2 separate regions of the Ovis aries genome follow, and region 1 is linked to region 2. A link is a contact called in public Hi-C data. All regions are on one chromosome and are shown on one strand. The core of a region is the stretch at or near the end of the contact, and the rest is flanking DNA. Distances in the headings are between cores, read along the strand shown. Region 1 holds the start of SLC25A4 (solute carrier family 25 member 4). Region 2 holds the start of CENPU (centromere protein U).

The links. Hi-C and Micro-C count contacts between places; a contact is called where the count stands out from the background.
Region 1: a contact with region 2 is called in a Hi-C map of liver, with 4 times the contacts expected there. The contact joins the promoter of SLC25A4 here to the promoter of CENPU in region 2. A contact is called at or near these places in 7 of 16 Hi-C or Micro-C datasets (blood, liver, muscle and 2 more).

Annotation. Positions count from the first base shown.
Region 1 is chr26:14,675,220-14,678,220 of ARS-UI_Ramb_v3.0, reverse strand. It overlaps SLC25A4 (solute carrier family 25 member 4), which reads right to left and starts at 1,682. Exons shown (of 4, transcript NM_001127278.1): 1 at 1,572-1,682; 2 at 1-302. The coding sequence starts at 1,682.
Region 2 is chr26:14,362,736-14,365,523 of ARS-UI_Ramb_v3.0, reverse strand. CENPU (centromere protein U) reads left to right here and starts at 1,382. Exons shown (of 13, transcript XM_060406947.1): 1 at 1,382-1,512; 2 at 2,181-2,282. The coding sequence starts at 2,266.

The DNA of each region.
Region 1 (3,001 bases), core at 433-2,932, 310 kb before region 2:
CTAGCGAAGTCCAGCGGGTAGACAAAGCAGAGGGAGGTGGCCCCAGCTGCCCCACCGGAGGCCAGGTTACCAGCAAAGTAGCGCCAGAACTGCTTATGCCGGTCCACACCCCCCAGGAAGATCTGCTTGTACTTGTCCTTGAAGGCGAAGTTGAGAGCTTGGGTGGGGAAGTAACGGATCACGTTGGCCAGGTTACCCCTCCAGAAGGAGAGAAAGCCCTGCTCTTTAGGGATTCTCACCACGCAATCAATGATCCCTTTGTACTGCTTCTCGGCACTGATCTGTTTGCTGGCATGCTGGACCTGCAGCAGGGAGAGGGGCGGGGGAGGAGGGAGATGGGGGGGACAGGGAGGGCCGAGAGAAGAGGGCAGGAGAACAAGGTTTGTGCTTCCTGATTTCCTTGTTTAAAAAGTACGGGGAAATCAAATGAACACTGAGTAAACTGAGGTCTTAGCTACTTGGACACTGAGTCCCCTAAACCCAGTTTACCTCAATTACCAGGGCAGGGCATTTGAGAGAAACAGTTCTCCAAAATACACTGAAAAGGATGATCTGATTACGTAAAGGGAGACATTGATTTGCTGCATTTTCCCTAGGTGCCAGAACTGTACTAGGGGTTTATTACTGGGAGACAGAAATAATTAAAGATCCCTGGCCCAAAGGACACCTGCTCTGATCTGACAGATATGATCGGCAGGAGGTGAGGATTCCTCAGTCTCTCTTTAGTGTCCCTGAAGACACAATCTCTGAGTAGTAAAGAAGAAGGAATCCACTCAGCATTGGAGCCTGACATTTTCCAAGCATATCCAAATAATCAATTATTGAGGAGTTGTTGCTGTGGGCCATTTGTTGGGGTTTTTTCTTGTTATTGATCATTTTGACTCCCAAATTGAGAATGCCCAGTTCCTCATGGAGGGGTCCTTGCTTTTTGCAGGGGGGGGAGCGGGGCGGTGAGATGATGAGAACAAGCCATTCAGAGATCAGGGCTGGGGAGGAAAAGATTTGGGGAAAGGATGAATAAGGCCATCTGAGTTTATTTTGAAAAGTGTTGGTCTCTCAAGACCTGTTCCTTTATGTGCAAAATGGGGGAAACAGTATCTGTTTTACAGAGGTCATACCAAGATGAATGAATAATAGAATAATGTCGGCTATAGCATGGCACACTGGACACTGTAATAATCTTGAGTAGTAATTATTTCGATGATGTTAATCGTAAAAGGTGGATGCTGAGAAGAGGGTGCAAGGGGGTCTGAAAATCAAGAGGTGAGGCTGACCCAGGCCTGAGTGCCCGCGCTGTCCCCGGAGCAGGATCTGGCTGGCTGCAACCTACTCGGGGTGGGTTTCCATATATAGACACCCGCACGCGGGGCGCCACCCGACACCAGGAATCCGCTACTGACGCTGGACCTGTCTCTGCGCAGAGGGCACCTTCCCCTTCGTGCAGGCCGTGCGCCGGGCCCGGGGCCTAGCGCGGATCTGGGGGACAGCCCCGCGCCCCGCGACTCGCCGGGGCCCCGCGCGCCCGGTCCCGCGCGCCCGCGCCCCGCTCGCCGCGCCCGCAAGGTCCTCACCTGCAGCAGCAGTTTGACCCTCTCGATGGGCGCGACAGCAGTCTTGGAGATGGCAGCGGCCACGCCGCCGGCCAAGAAATCCTTCAGGAAGCTCAGAGCCTGATCGCTCATGGTGACAGCCGGGCGCACACCGCCTCCGCGAGACGCGCTCTCGCTGTCTCCGCCCGGGCAGCCCCGGCTTCCCCTGCTCCAGACCCTGCGCGACGCAAAGGGGCCGCTCACCTCACCCCGCTGCCCGCTTTATATACCCCGCCCAGGCTATCGCGAGAGGAGGCGGGGCCCCAGGGCCCCGCTCGCCCCTCTCATTGGCTGGGCGGGTGCTCGGAGCCCCGCCTCCTGACCCGCCCCCTCTTCTGCAGAGGGCAACGGGGGCGAAGGCGCTTCCGGGAGGCAGGGGTGGGCTAGGGGCTGTGCCTGTACTTGGGACGTTTAAAGGGCAAATTCATGTTATCTGTCCCGCGAGTGCAAGGAACACCGTGTCTCTGCAGCATGTGGGCCGCTGTATTTATAGCACAGGAGGCCTAGGCCGACCTGGACACGGACACGGGACCCGCGGCCTCCAGCCCCGCTCGCCTTAACCCCGGGTTTGCACGCGACCCGCCCCCGGCCGAGGCGTGGAAGGCTCTCTTTTCTTCTTTGTTACTGTGTCCCTCCCCAGAGCTCCCTGCCTGTATGCGGGCCCTTAAAGAGTCGTGTGCGCTCACAAATAAATTAAGATCCGCCAGAATAAATACACTAACGTCACTTGATGCTGTGATTGCTTCATCTAATGTGGCAACCTGCTGAATCCCCTCTTCTGTCCATTCAGATCGGTCAATCATTCATTCCACTAGCAAGTGTTCCTGTGCCCGGCACTCAGCGCCACCAGGACAGGCCGAGTGGTAGGGGGGCCACTAGGTCAACACTTACTTAGCAAGTATTTAGTATGTGTGTGTGTCGTTTGTCTATTGGATCTGCCTGTCACCCCATGATGCACAGCCCCTGATAACTCAAATAACGAGGACCTTATAGGTCTCTCTCTTTTTTTTAAATCCCTTAAGGGTTTAATGTTCCACTCTGCTCTCAATAGAATCTCAGCAAATATTCTGGGCAGAATGTTCGCAGGCAGCTGGCAGCTTCTTGAGAGTCGATGCTGTTACCCTTCCCATCAGAGTAGCCGGATGACTGGGGAATGTTAAGTAAGAGAAGGTCGAATGCTTGACTGCTTTTGCCTCTTTTTTAATAGAAACCTGGCTTTGGGGAGATATAGTCTATCTAGTTCTGGGAACTGATTGCAATTAGTTTTTGTATTTAAGAAAATAAATTAGTGTGAACTTTGATTTTCCTTATTTTTTGACAGTTCATAGAATCATACAACTTTTCAAATACAGCTGTTCTTTCCCCTAGAATGATTGATCTAAACTCTCTTCAGTATTCAGTCTCTTGCCATG
Region 2 (2,788 bases), core at 133-2,632:
CAGGATTGCTGCTGCTAACTCTGTGGGCCTTCAAATCCATCCCCTTCCCACATTCCCTTAGTCCCACCGCCCAAGAGTGCCATCTCTTGCCCTGACCATGTACCGTCCTCTTACCTGACGTCCTTATCTCCTACATTGATCTCTACTAACTCACCCCCTTTCCCTCCACTTTGCAGCAGGAATGACTTCTCCCAAGTCTTAATCATGTGATTCCCCTGCTTAATCACGCCCAGGTTTCCTATTGCTCACAAGTTGGAACTGCTGAATGCACTTAGAGGAAGGCTTCACAAACCTGATTGTGCAGCAGATCCCCAGGGGATCTTAAAATGCGATTCTGATTCAATAAATCTGAAATCAGGCCTGAAATTCTTCACTTCTAATAAGCTTCCAGCTGAAGCCAGTGCTGCGGACCTGTACATTATACTTTGAGGAGCAAGAACTGCAGGGCTCCTGCCTGTCTCCCCAGCCTCATCCCTTGCCACTCTAGCTCCCAGAAGGAACCAGGCTCTCACTTACCCCTGGGTCTTCGCACGGGCACCCTCTCTAGAGCACTCTCTGACCCTGCCTGGCTGGCTCCTGTCCTTTACTGCAGTGAGACCATAGAAGCTGCTTCCTCTAGGAAGCCATCTCTGATTTTCCAAGTCCAGGAGACAGATTACTGAGCATATTTGTGGTCTAGTAGTGGTGTGAGGTGCAGGGGTACGGAGATAATCTTTTTCTATTAAGGCACAAAAGTCAAAGAGGTGAGTGAGCTGGACACGGCAACAGCCAGAGAGTGGGGTGGGAGAGCTGTTTCTTGCTACAGAAGGTTCCAGGAAGATGGTCTCTGTGTCACCTGGGGTTAGAGGCAGGTGACCTGAGCTTGTCTGAAGGTCCCTGGCTCGCCCACTTCTCCCTTCTCAGCTAAGCAGAAAGGGTCCCTGAGGAGAGGACCCTGCTTGTCCTGGACTTGGAGAATCAGAGAAGGCATCCTAGAGGAAGCGACTTCTGCGGTCTCACTGCAATAAAGCAGAGGAGCCAGCCAGGCAGGGTAAGAGAGTGCTCTAGGGAGGGTGCACGTGCAAAGGCCCAGGGGTAAGTGAGAGCTTGATTCCTTCTGGGAAGTAAGCAAGCTCATTACCAGGATGAAAACTTTTTCCAGAAAATTCTTTTCTGACCAGAGCTCGAGAGTGAATCATGGAGACAAATTTCTCGTGTAGAAATTTTATGTCCCTTCTTTCCTTAAGAAAATCTTTTCCTTTGGGGTATCCTTCCGTCTCCTTTCCTCTTTCTCAGCTGTGTGAGCTCCTCTGGTCCTTGTACAAGTCTGAGTCATACAGTTACTCCCTCTGCAGGTTGGAAGTTGGTTTTCCTCAGCGAGAGTGAAATCCTGGATTTTGCTAGAATGTTCCTGCCTGGGTTCCTACACCACACTGAGTCCTGCAGGGAGCTGGGAGCGGAGTCTGAAGCACGTGACAAAGCATCGTCCGGAGGTAGTGACCCGACCTATTCAGCCCTGTGATCTCAGCTTGGGTAAGAGAAGTGCCAGTTAGGTCTGGAAAAAGTAGAACATTAGTTACAGAACAAACAAGTTTAGTAGCTGGGTATCCGAGCCAGGATGGTGTTGGAAAGCACGTGACCTGGGAGGAAGGGAGCCAATGTCATTGCCAACTGCTCCGATGGAAAAATCTTTCTGCCCTCTGCCTTAGTAAACGATACCGAATAGTCCTACCTTTCTGAATTTTTATTTCCCCTTTTTCTGAAAGAGGAGGCATCCAAGAGGAGGTCTCCTTCCTCCTGGCCCCGCCTCCCACCCTCCTGAGATGTTTCCAGTTCTTTCTACAGGGTCAAACCGTTGGTCTGTTTGAAATAGGTAACTACTTTAGTTTCTACCTGTTGAGAATTACCAGGCTCGGTGGGTTATTCCCAATGTGAGTTATACCCAATAACTTACAGGTGCATAAGAAGTTAGAAAGTTGGAAAGTTTAAGAAGTAACTGGTTTTCTTTTCCACAACAGAAATCTTACTGGAATGGCTTTGATAAATTATGGAAGAGCATCATGCACATGAAGGGGAAAATGAGTTGGGCAGTGGCAGTTAAGATGTCTAGCCTTACCAATCTTGAACTGACTTTTAATCAACTGTAAACATTGTTGACAGTGAACATAAGGAAGTAGCTCTGATCTCCGGTTGTTTTCCAGTCTCCAGTCCCGTTCCTCTGCTGCCCTCTAGTGGACATAGCGCAGAACAGCACATTCATCGGAAGGCGCTACCAACAAAGAGCAGATGCTCAGTGAGAAGTGGTAAGCCCTTCTGTCTTGTTTTGTCACTAAGTCGTGTCCGATTCTTTTGCGACCCCATGGACTGTAGCCTGCCAGGCTCTATCTGCCTAGTAAAGTTCTCAGTCGTGTTCGACTCTTTGCGACCCCATGGACTGTAGCCTACCAGGCTCCTCTGTCCATGGGATTTTCCAGGCAAGAGTTGTGGAGTGGGTTGCCATTTCCTTCTCCAGGGGATCTTCCCGACCCAGGGATTAAACCCAGGTCTCCCGCATTGCAGGCAGACGCTTTGACCTCCAAATTCTTTCTCTCTTATCTTTATGATAATCCTATAAGATAAATAATAATATTCTCATTTATACTTTACTTAAACATCAAGCTAATAATTCCAGGATATAAAACTCAACATTCAGAAAACTAAGATCAAGGCATATGGTCCCACCACTTCATGGGAAATAGATGGGGAAACAGTGGAAACGGTGACAGACTTTATTTTGGGGGGCTCCCAAATCACTGCAGATGGTGATTGC